Linked DNA regions of Macaca mulatta: region 2 is linked to region 1. Evidence: chromatin contacts called from public Hi-C data. All regions are on one chromosome and are shown on one strand. The core of a region is the stretch at or near the end of the contact, and the rest is flanking DNA. Distances in the headings are between cores, read along the strand shown.

Evidence for each region. Hi-C and Micro-C count contacts between places; a contact is called where the count stands out from the background.
Region 2: a contact with region 1 is called in a Hi-C map of liver, with 4 times the contacts expected there. The contact joins the promoter of LOC114678796 here to the promoter of LOC106998777 in region 1. A contact is called at or near these places in 6 of 14 Hi-C or Micro-C datasets (CD4 T cells, cortical neurons, fetal cortex germinal zone and 3 more).

Annotation. Positions count from the first base shown.
Region 1 is chr6:69,039,288-69,045,200 of T2T-MMU8v2.0, forward strand. It overlaps LOC106998777, which reads left to right and starts at 2,966. Exons shown (of 2, transcript XM_028849451.2): 1 at 2,966-4,295; 2 at 4,425-4,565. The coding sequence starts at 3,675. The coding sequence ends at 4,430. SMIM15 (small integral membrane protein 15) reads right to left here and starts at 2,952. Exons shown (of 2, transcript NM_001190845.1): 1 at 2,828-2,952; 2 at 1,342-1,936. The coding sequence starts at 1,908. The coding sequence ends at 1,684.
Region 2 is chr6:69,204,828-69,210,740 of T2T-MMU8v2.0, forward strand. LOC114678796 reads right to left here and starts at 3,501. Exons shown (of 2, transcript XM_028849452.2): 1 at 3,355-3,501; 2 at 2,582-3,045. The coding sequence starts at 3,363. The coding sequence ends at 2,680. ZSWIM6 (zinc finger SWIM-type containing 6) reads left to right here and starts at 3,853. Exons shown (of 14, transcript XM_028849453.2): 1 at 3,853-4,525. The coding sequence starts at 3,868.

The sequences.
Region 1 (5,913 bases), core at 1,716-4,215:
ATGTGACCCTAAGTAAAACATGTACATAAATTCTTTCCATGAACAGCTTGATTGCAGAAAACCACATGTATTTTAGATCTATCTTAACACTGAATTATTTCAGTGCCTTGAGTTATAATGTGTTGCTCACACTGGCACCAAGTAGAGACTGATAATCTAAAAGAATAGCATTGTTATTCAAACTCGTCCATAAACATTCTCAGTGGTCCTTAGGTTCTCAGATATAGTCCTGAAGTTTTACAAGTATGCTTAGCTGTAATTGAAAATTCTAACCTGCATAACATAATGTAACTTAAAAATGTAGTTCCACCAAAAAATAAAATAAAATCCAGGACCTTACAAAAAATTATCAAATTTATTTTAATATCTAGTTTCATTTTTAAACTGTAGCTGCTGGATAATTTTTTGTAATTTAAAATTCATTATCAGGGTACAGAAAACAATAAGCTGACAGTGAATTAAATACTAACAGTGAACAAAATTATTGGACCATGCATTTATAAAAGCCACGTTTAATAGTAAAACATTCCAGTTATACTACTTAACTGAAAGAAACATCCTTTAGCTCCTTACTTCCAATTACAGCACATTCTCATTTTGATATAATTTATCCTTTTCACCCAATTACTACTATGCCCAACAAAATGTTTCCAAATTTTATACCTTTCTTTACCACTTAAGAAGTATGACATCACTGTTATGCTTTACAAGTTCTTTAAAAGAAATGTGAAATTTAAAGTTTTACTTTGAAACTGTTTGATCAGAAAGTATTAAATATCACTACCACATGAGTTAAAACAAAGAATGAAATAAAATACAAAAGTGGTGTCTATATAATCAGCGAATTACTTGATAAGACATTTTAACTGTTTTACAGTTCTGCTTAGCACAAGAATAAACCGGTTCCAAAGTACTACAGTGTTTGGCATTTTTACTGCAAGGTTTAAACCATAGTGTTACTCCTCTCAACAAGCCATCTCTAAGAAAATGGCAGTGTTTGTGAGTACAGAAATTGTTCTATCCAGTAGGTGGTATTCTACATAGTCAAGAGAATGCTTTATAAAATTGTTTTTAAAAATGCAAAATGACTTGATAATTACCAGCTGTCTCAAAGGCTATAAGAAAAATGCAGCAAATAGAAGTACTCATTGATTAATATTATTTTGTTTTGAGAAAGTCAGAAATGATTCTAAGAAATAAGCAATAATAATAAAAGACGTAACTAATATACTGTATCTCTTTTAAGCCAAAGCACACTTTTACCTCAAACAAGACAGTTCTGACTTTTACATTCTTAATTTCCTTTGTCCAAAACAGGACCCCATTTTAAATAGAGTTCATTTGAATTGAGTTCATAATCTAAAGTCACTTTTCCCCACAGGATGTTTTCATTTCAGTAGATAAACTGCTAAGCGGCAAATGACTAAGTCAGTTATAAAGAATTTGTACCACAGTAAATGATAATTTATAATAACTGTCAATAGAAACCTACAAACTTCTACACCCAAGCCTAAAAGTTACTATAGTATTGAGGTCAGAACTAACATGATTCTTCCATTTGGTCAGATTTCATTTACTAAATAATACTGTCAAGAAATCCAAAGAAGAAACTTTAGTGGGTTCTTCCAAAGCTGCATAATTTTCCAAATGATTTTCCTCTGGTTGCAGAGCCTATTCAGTCCTTCAATCCTTTTTTAGTCGTTTAGCTTTTGCAATGTTTTCTTGGCGTTTTTGTTTCTTCTTCTGCTCCTTCTCCCTGGCCTCAATCATCTTGGCCAGTTTCCAAGACAGTACAGCACTTGCTAGGAACAGTGGAGTAAGGGCCAAAATAACAGTTGTAAGGAAGCCATATGGGTCTTTTGCAGCCCATTCCACAACATACTCAGCCCAAGCCTTTATATCAAACATCTTCACTGCAGTCTTATGAAAACTGGGGCTGGAGAAGGTGGGTGGAGAAAAACAGGAGAAAAACAGAGGAAAAAAAACAGGAGAAAGACTGTGGTTAGTCAAATTTTGAAAAAGTTTCCTCACACAACCAGTTAACTCATGATTCCATTATCACTCAGTTTGCTTTTTTAAAAAGTACTAATTAGTACTACTGTAATAAGGACTAGTATTTCCAGTTAGGAAAAAGTAATTCATCTAGGACAGCCAGAATAGTGACACTTCAAAGATGTAAAGTTATAGAAGATTTTAAAAAGCCATGTGACTCTGTCATAAGGACTATGCATTCTCACATGCCTCCTATATGGAAGACAAACTTTATTTAGCAGGAGGCTTTCATAAGAATCTTGAGTTTTCTATGGTCATTAAGAGCTGAACACAGTTTGTCATTTTTTGACATATCCTTAGTATTACTAATTAACAAAAATACAAATCAGCAAATTTGGTGTTTAAAAGGACAAGCGACAGAGCATGTGCAATACTCGCAGAGAAGGAGAGATGGCTATTTCCAGGAATGGGAAAGGGAGGGTAAGGGAGTCATGACAATCACATTAATATGCCAAAGCAGCAAAAAGTACTGTGCTATTTTATGCCCTTTCAGCTTTGAGGACCTCTGCTGGAATAAGCCTAATTTAATAAATGAGAAAAGTAGCCTTAACAAGATGCCATGTGTTTTGTTCCTTTTTGAGTGTAAGGAAAAGGCATCTGGCAAATGAGGATTATGTGACTTGAGTGATGTTTTCTATTTTGCCCCAGAGGCTTTTCTACCTTTCATGTTTGTGTCAACCTCTATTCAAAGTGGAGAATTAGAATACCTGGGTAGGGAATGAGGTATATACATCCACTTACGATTTCAACTGGAATTTTTAAAAAAATTATCTACCTTATGCTTGAGTAGTGATCTCTAACTTTGTCCTGGTATTATTAGTGACCCAATCACGACTTCAGATGACCCTTGGTAGTCTGTCTTCTTGAGTTCTACTGTACACATCTGAGAGATTATTTAAATTCTGTACAATTGGCTAGCTGGAAAGAATACAAAAAATAAAACAAAATTTAAGTCACAACTTTCAGGATAATTGTAATAAAATTTTAAATGGAAAATTTCTATATTGTATATACGCAATCTATATGACATCTAAAATTGCCTATCCATTATAGTAACTTAATATGTTTCTTCCTCATTTGAATTTACCACAATTGCAAGTGCCCTGTAAGAAAATCCTAATTACTGGAAATCAAGTATTTTACTAAGTTAGTTATTTCAATAGTAAAATTTTTTTAGTTCATTGACATATAGAAGACAAGTTGGCTCACTGACTTACACAGTATATCCGTTCCTAGATTTTCAACTTTCTATACTAAAAATGTTGCCATTCATTCATTTACTGGATTAGGTACACCACTACAAAATCAAACACCTCATCTTACTCTTTAAAGGTTTTTTTGGGTCTATCATACAATTTGTGTCCTTTACTTAAAAAATTAGAAGACATAACCAAACAAATTATAGTAATTCACCCACAGTCCCATTACCCCAGGAAAACTATGACTGGTTTTAATTATATCTTTCCCACGATTTTCAACTGAACACACATGAAAGTGCCTAATACGTTAAATATCTTCTCCCGGACTTCATAAGACCTCACCCATAGTCAGAATTAGGTACTACTCAGATCGATCTGCCTTCACCTTCTCCAGCCCAGTAGCGAATAAACAATGTAAGAGTCATGGTCCACAGGCCACACATCTCCCTGCACCTCAACTTCAGACCCAAACACCCGCGCCTCCACACTTTCAGGAATAAATCCTACTCTTCCGCCCAAAACGGATCGACCCGGCTCGATCTCCCAACCAGACCCGCGTGGCCCCTGCGGCTGCAACTGGTAACACTTGACGGCCGTCCGCACTTCCTCCTTTCTCTTTCTCTTATTTCTTACGTTTCTCCCTTGCTCCTTTGTCTTTCCCTCATTTCTTACGTTTCTCCGCTGCTCACTCTTCCCTCCTTACCCTATCGGGGCCGCAGACCCACGGGGGCCACGTTCACTTCTGCCCCTCGGCCTTGGCAAGCGCGGGCCCGTTGTCGCGCAGAGCCGAGGGTCCTGGGGAATCCTGGATTGGCGCAAGGGGCCGCCGCCGTTTCTGCTGGACACCAGGAGAAAACCACGGAAGCGGTAGCCGCCAGCTTCCTCTATCTCGCCCCAGGGGCTTGGATCCCACTCCCCACTCACCGCCAGACCGGAAGCAGGAAGGCGGAAGTCGCGGCCTTTGCGTCCCGCCCACAGACGACCCGAACCGCCAGCTGGGCGTTAGGAAGTCTAGGAGCCGGTTTCCGGCTGCGCCATTGCTGTGTGGGTCTTGGGACCTCGAGTTGGAGGACGCGGGAGGGTGGGGGAGGGGGACAGGGTGGCGCTGAGATTTCCGGGGAGCGGCAGGTGAGGCAGCGCGGGGCGGGTGACAGCACCCAGGCTCCTTTCCAGGCTTGAACCCGAGACTGCCACGTCCTGCGGGGACCAAGTGATGGGCGAGGAGGCGTGCAGCGGCTTCAGGACTCGAGGAGAGGTTCCGAAGCAGCTAGGAACTTTTGCCTTTGCCTCCCGAGGTCGATCGGAAGACAACCCCCATCCCCTGCTGTAGCCGGACAGTTGGAGGGTCCCGGGTGGGTGAGGTGTTTGGCTGAGAGAAACTCAGACCAAAGAGCTGCGGCAAGAAAGCATTTGGGTTCCCACAAACCGCCCGAAGTCAAGGTAAGGGTCACACAACGACCCTTGGCAATTCCGACGAGTTCATCCTGGTTCACATCCCACTCCACGCCTCTCTCTTCTGGTTGGGCAATAGTTACATCCTTACGTAAAGGAGGCAAGCTGCGGGGCCTTGGTGGATCCACTCAACCTTGTTACCAAGGGACATGCTGCCATGCTATGTGAAAAGGGGGATTTTGTTGTTTGTTTTTAATTTAAGTACCTAATTCGTTTCACGAAAGAATGATCAATACCTGCCCAGAGTAAACTTGATAAGTAATTAAACTGTCAGGGCATAGAGTTCCCATAGAGGTGCTTGTTCTTTCAATACACAAATAAAAGGATGCAAAAGTCAACATGCAAAAAGGGTGAGTTAATATTGTCTTCTAATCTACGGGAACTGAAAGATTAGCTCTGGTTTGGTTGGTGACCAAATTTTGTGATTGCTTGCACTGTTTGACTACCTCTGACAAATGTTGCAAGACCTCTTCACTGTTTGATTCTCCAAAGACTATATAATGTTTTCTTTCAGGAGCAAGCTGCGACATGTTTAACTAGTTTAGGTAAAACAACAATAACTGTTATTTACCAGGGAACAGACTTTTGGCAGATAATCTAACGATCTACGATACTGTCCGTTGGGCATATGTTAATGTTTGAGATGTTGTATTACCAGCAGTTGTTTTCTTACCCCTTTTTATTTGAAAACCTGGATTATAGTTTCAAAGCCTATGCTGCTTAGGCCTAGCCTGTACCTGTAGTAGCCAGAAAAAGCAGACTCAGTCACTGGATTGTGTGCACTGAATACTTACTTGAGATAACCGATTTTTCTAAAACTTCTCCAAGTCGTGAATCCAAGATGTGGTCAGAATGTATTTTAACATCCTTCGTTCCAGAGGCCAATGCGTGTTTTATTTTAATCATGATAGATGATTTTCCCAGTTACTGCCTCTGGATACTTGGAGTGCTGCATCCCTGGTTAAAAGCATGGAAGTCTTGGGCAGGAAGAAAGGGCAAATAAGGAGAAAGCCTTTGTAGCTCTTCAGCTGTAATCTAGACCAGGGATCCCCAACGATGGACTGGTACCTGGTTTGCAGCCTGTTAGGAACAGGGCCTCACAGCAGCAGGTGAGCGATGGGTGAGTGAGCATTTCCGTCTAAATTGCGCCTCCTGTCAGATCAGCAGCATCATTAGATTTTCATGGTGCGAACCCTAATGTGAACTGCAT
Region 2 (5,913 bases), core at 2,251-4,750, 170 kb after region 1:
TAAACACTGGAGGTGGCTCTATCCCTGATTTGGTCCCTGGGGTAGAAGCCTGCTGGAAAAGGGCAATCATAAGTAATTTAGTAATGATTTCTATGAACACCAGGAAAAACACTATAATTACTCAAAAAATGAGAGATGGCAGAAGCACTAGCCAAAGATGACATACCATCACTTACTTCTCCCGTGGCTCCTGGGTGTAGCTAACCTCTGGGGAGACAGAAACCTTGCAGGACAGTGCTGGGCATTCAGGGACTACAGAAATGGACAAGGCATACACCCAACTGTCAGATAATTTCTAACCAGAGAAGGGGGGGGGGAGAGAGAGAGAGGACAATGGCTCAGGCAAGTGTAAACATAACTCTGATGCTAGGCAGAATGGTATAAATGTCACAAGAATGATCCAAAGTTCTCCTTAAAGGGGCTTGAGGAGAGAGATCACACATCCAGGTGGGTTTTCCCAGAGGAAGTGGCATTTGAGCAAATCCTTGTAGGAAGGGTAGGAATTTGACAAGTTGCAAGGGAAGGGAGAGACATTTCAGGCAGCAGGAACATCTTGAGCAAATGTGTGGGGTGGAGAAGTCCTGTTGGGACATAACAGAATTCCTGCTGGGGAACTGGGAAATGTTCTGTTGGGTTTTTTGTGGGAGGCAAGGCTGAAAAGTTGGGTTTGGTCAAGATCAGATCTGAGTTTGGATTTCTTCCAGTAGGCAGCAGAGAGCCATTTAAAGGGACTTGAGCAGGAGGGTGATACAATCCGAAATGTACTTTCGGAAGCACAGCAGCTGGGTGGAGGATGATTTGGAGGAGGAAAGGCTGTACAGACACACCAGGGAGGAGGCTCCTGCAGAGTGAAAAGGAGGAATAATTGACTGTGAGCAGCCAGAGGGGCTGGGATAGACAATACAAGTCAACTGTGGGAGTTGCAGGCAAGAGGCAAAGGCAGAGGAAAAGAGCTTGGGGCCCTGGGAACAGGTGGCAACAGTATCAAAAATAAAAGAAGAGAACCTGGCTTCTAGGGAAAGGTGGTTCTTTGGGTTTGAGGTGGCCATGGGCATCCTGGTGGTGATGGAAAAGTGAGATGGCCACTGGGAAGAAATATGTGAGCTGGAGAGGGAGATGACACTTTGGGAAACGGTTGTAGGGTGGGTGGTGGAAACTCTCCATGTGGTGGATCATCCAAAATGAAGAGGACTGTGAAAGGCTGCAGGACAGGGTATACATTAAACGGGTTGAAGGAAGATATACAAAAAAGAGGTAGGGAAAAGAGGAGTTGGAGACACTGGAGCGATGGCAGAACTCCAGGAAACTCAGAGAGAGGGCCAGTTCAAGAGGGAGTCGGTAATCAGTGTCAGAGAATGCAGGGAAGGCCAGCTGGGTCAGGCTGAGCTGGTGGCCCCTCATTTGTCTCTGAATTAGAGAGCTAAAGTATAATAGATCCCTCCGGCAAATGACGGTGCCTTAAATCCAGTCTCTTGCTCATTATAATAACGAAAGCTGTAAAAGTTAGGCACCTCCAAAGGTAGCTGTTTTCCCGTTCAATGTGAATTAATCTTTTCTACTAACAAGCCCTATGAACCTGAATGAGTCATTTATCCTGTCGGGGGGCACCAGTTTTGTCATCGCTGACTTTCCAGTTCAGTGATTCTGTGTGTTTATGTATGAAAATGCTTGCTACTACATATTATACAAGCCTAAGTCCTATCATGACTGTTTCTGGACAGAACAGAACCCAACTTGTGTTTTACTTTTAAACTTACTGTCTTCTATACCTATGTTTTATACAATTTAAAGATTATTTTTATTTTTAAAGAGATCTAGAAATGAAAGCCCTGAAAGAGACTTTCCCCTCTACTTGCCCATAAAGATCTTCCAGTTTTCCGCAAAGGCTTTTTCCTAGACATGGAGGAGGTGCCCAGAAAAATACTGGACGGATATACAAAAACATAGTGTCACAAAAATTTTCCTAACAAGTAAGGCAGCTGCGGAAAGTCGGCCAGCGTCCCGACCCCAGGGACCTGCAGCCTGGGACTTGTGAAGGCCAGCGGTGTAGTTCGAGGTTTCCAGGGCTTCGGCCCGGAATGAGCTATTTTCTTTAAAACGCCGAAGCGCGCTATCCCTTTAAATCCAGGCTACCAGGCAGGCGGGTGGGGAGCAGCCAATAACCTTAAAAGATGCGAAAGTGTCAAAGGAGATACAGTTTATCTCCAACAATGGGAGCGGATCAGCACCACTGTTTACAGTAAAAACAGAAGGTGGGGCTGGGAGGAAGCGTGTCTCCGACGCGGTAATTAAGTCTGCGGCTTGGACGCAGATTTGACCGAGCTCTATGGAGCACGAACAATGTCCGCAGGGCTCCCAGTTCAGAGAGGGACTCGCTTCTTCGCCTTCGCCCGCGTCCAGGTACCGGCGAGCCGCGCTCTGCGCTCGCTCTCCCTGGTCCACCCCTAAGCTGCCCGGACCCTGGGAGACTAGCCCTGCGGGCGCCGCCAAGGCGGCTGAGAGCGCTGCGCGCGTCCTGAGCGCCTGCACTCCGCGCAGCCGGGCGCCGAGGTGGGAGCCGGGCCGCAGACCCAAGTGCGCCCGAAGCCGCCGTCCGCCGCCTGGCGGGCCGTCTGCCGCGGGCTGGGCGGTGTGCGCGCGCGCCCGTGGGGCTTGCGCGCGCCCCTGCGGCGTGTGTACTCACAAAGGTGTGTCTGCTAAACCCACAGCCCGGGCTGCATTCCACCCCAAGCGGGAGAAACCCCGGCCTGGAGCAGGGCTTCGTCCGCGCGGCCGCGAAGGCGACAAGGGCGGCGGGGGCGACAAGGGCGGCCGGAGCTCCCCGACTCCTAGCGGGCTTCCTGGACCGAGGGACGGAGGCAGCGAGGGCGGGACGGTGGCAGCCGGCTCCGGACGCGCGTCGCGCGACTGCTGGGCACGTTCCGAGCGCTCAGCGTGTTTTCGGGCACAGCCCTGCAGTCGGGACGGAACGGACGCGGGGCTCGGGGATGGGCGCACTGCAGCCAAGCGGGGCAGCGGAGCGGGCGCGCTCCTTCCACACCGGGTCTGCAAAAGTCAAGTGGAAAGCTGCCGCCGAACGCAGCCACCCTCCCCCTTCCCCGCCGCAGCTTCGGCGGGTGGTGGGGAGAGCTCCCCTGGACCGGCTGGAGGGGAAGCTGGCAGCCGGTCGGGTTCGGCCGCGCCTCCTCCGCCTTCCTCTCCACCCGCGTCCCCCGGGCTCCATGCCGCATTTCTTTGTTTTGAAAGCGCCTCCTCCGCCCAGAGGCTTTTCCCCCGAAGGGCAGGCTGACGGGGGGTGGGGCATCGGCCCGTGGGCCCCGCCCTCTATTTAGATGAACCCTCCCCTTCACTCACCTCCCCCATCTCCCCTTTCCTCCCCGCGGCGACCCACGAGGCGCATCCTCACTTCTCGGACTTCAAAGAGAGGCTGAGAACTGGAGGGGGAAAGTAGAGTAGGCAGGGGGCGCAGAGACCCATCTACCTCAGCCCCGGCCCGGCGGCCAGCCCCCTCCCACGGGAACCCCGCCTGAGCCCCGCCCCCCCCCCCCCGCGTCACAGCAGCCTGACATTCTCACAACCCACCGGGCACCCAAACCGCCCACCCCCGCCACCCCCGTGTCCGCCAAGCACTCTATTTATGTTTCAGCCCAGTGATTTGCATAGGCCCCGCCCCCGGCCCCAGGTTCCCCCTATCGGAGCCCCGCCCCAGCCTTACGTCACAGCGGAGGCCCCACCTCTTGTGCCCATACAAGGAGCGGCGGGCCCTAGATGGCAGCGTGGCGTCGCGACGGCGTGTGCGTGTCGCGCTTCCTAGTGCCGTTTATAGGGTCCCGGCACTTCCGCTGTCGGGTTAGAAGCGGCGCGGTCATGGCGGAGCGCGGACAGCAGCCTCCTCCCGCGAAACGGCTTTGCTGCCGGCCGGGCGGCGGCGGCGGCGGCGGGGGCAGCAGCGGCGGCGGCGGCGCGGGTGGCGGCTACAGCTCTGCCTGTCGGCCCGGCCCGCGGGCGGGTGGCGCGGCGGCGGCGGCGTGCGGGGGCGGTGCGGCGCTGGGGTTGCTGCCGCCGGGCAAGACCCAGAGCCCCGAGTCGCTGCTGGACATCGCGGCGCGCAGGGTGGCGGAGAAGTGGCCGTTCCAGCGCGTGGAGGAGCGCTTCGAGCGCATCCCGGAGCCGGTGCAGCGCCGCATAGTCTATTGGTCCTTCCCCCGTAGCGAGCGGGAGATCTGCATGTACTCTTCCTTCAACACCGGCGGCGGCGCCGCGGGCGGCCCTGGCGACGACAGCGGCGGCCCCGGCGGCGCGGGCGGCGGCGCGGGAGGCGGCGGCGGCGGCGGCGGCTCCTCGTCCTCCCCGGCCGCCACCTCGGCCGCCGCCGCCGCCGCCGCCGCCGCCGCCGCCGCGGGGGCCGGGGCCCCGTCGGTGGGGGCTGCCGGGGCGGCGGACGGCGGCGACGAGACGCGGCTGCCCTTCCGCCGGGGCATCGCGCTGCTGGAGAGCGGCTGCGTAGACAACGTCCTGCAAGTCGGTGAGTCACGGGGCAGCCGGGGGCCGTCTGTCCGTCTGTCAGTCCCTTGGTGGGGGGGGGGGGCGCCCGCTTTTCTCCTGCGGACAGCCCCCAGCTCCGCGCGCGCCCGCACCCCTGCGGGTGTCCTCACTGGCCCGGACGGTCCTCCTGAGCGGAGCGCCTATTTCCTCCCTCCCTTCCCTGCCCCCGGTCGCCCCGGACGGGCGAGCGCGAGTGGGAAATGAATCAGCAGGACGCGCCCCTCCGCGGGCTCCGCGCCCCCGGCCCGTGCTCCCCTCCCCGCTCTTCTCCGGGGAGCACATCCTGGAGGACTGCTCGCCGGTTTCGGGGGTGGATGTGGACAAAGGCGCGGGCGGACGGCCGGGCTCCCGCGAGGGTGTGTGTGGCGGGGCTGTGCGGGGCGGGGGAGGGGGCGCGGGCCGCAGACAATGCCGGCCGCGGCCCGGCCGCTCGGCGCTCCCCCCCTTTCACTGCCTGTCGCTCGCTCTTTTTTTTTTTGGCCCCCGCCCCACGCGATTTGAGGGGAGGGGAATACATTTAAAGCCGCTCGGCGACCGCTCCTCCCAGGGCTCCGACGGGAGAGCGGCTGCTGCGCTCCCGGGGTCGCTGTGGTGTCTGGCCCGGGCGAGCTCCACCGGCCGCCCCGGCTTTAAATGTCTTTTTCTTTCCGTCTCCTCAGTCTCCAAGCGGCGCAGGGGGGAGGTGGCGGCGGACCGGACTCGTCTCCGGAGGGACATCTCGGCCGGAGGACGCCCCCTAATTAAAGGGCGCGAGCCCGAGGAGGAGCCGCTCGCGCTTCCCTTTTTTTGTGGAGCTGCCTCCAGACGCCACTGTGCGGGCCGCGGCGCAGCCCTTGTACCCCACCGCCCGAGTTTTGTTTGCGCTGGGTGGTCAGGTCGTGGTGCCCCGGGCAAGCCGCGGTCAGCAGTTGCGGATTTGCCGCTCGCAGCCAAAGGGGAGAGCGGGCTGCAGGAGCGCGAGACACTGGGCTAGGCTGCTGCTCCCGCGTCCCCGCGGCGCGGCAGCCCGGCACGACCCAGCACTTTGTTCTCATTTTCAGGTTTATTTGTGCCCCTTTCAGTTTTCTGTCACCCTCCGAAAAGGAGAAACCAAACAAAAGAGTCTCTTTATTTCTTTTCAGGGCTTGTAAAGTAGAAGATATTTGACAAAGGCGAGAGAAGGACTTGTGATTTAGAGCTGCACAGCCCTCCTTTCTCTGACAGATCCTGAGAGTTTTCTCAAATACCTTAGTTTAAAAGCGTCCCCTGTCCCCCTTCCCCCAAAATATTCTTTTTCCCCGTCCAGATCTTTTTCAGCCATAGCGATGGGAATGTTTGAGCCAGACTGAAAAGAACAATGAATGCTATAGTGAAACTTCCTATTTTTTT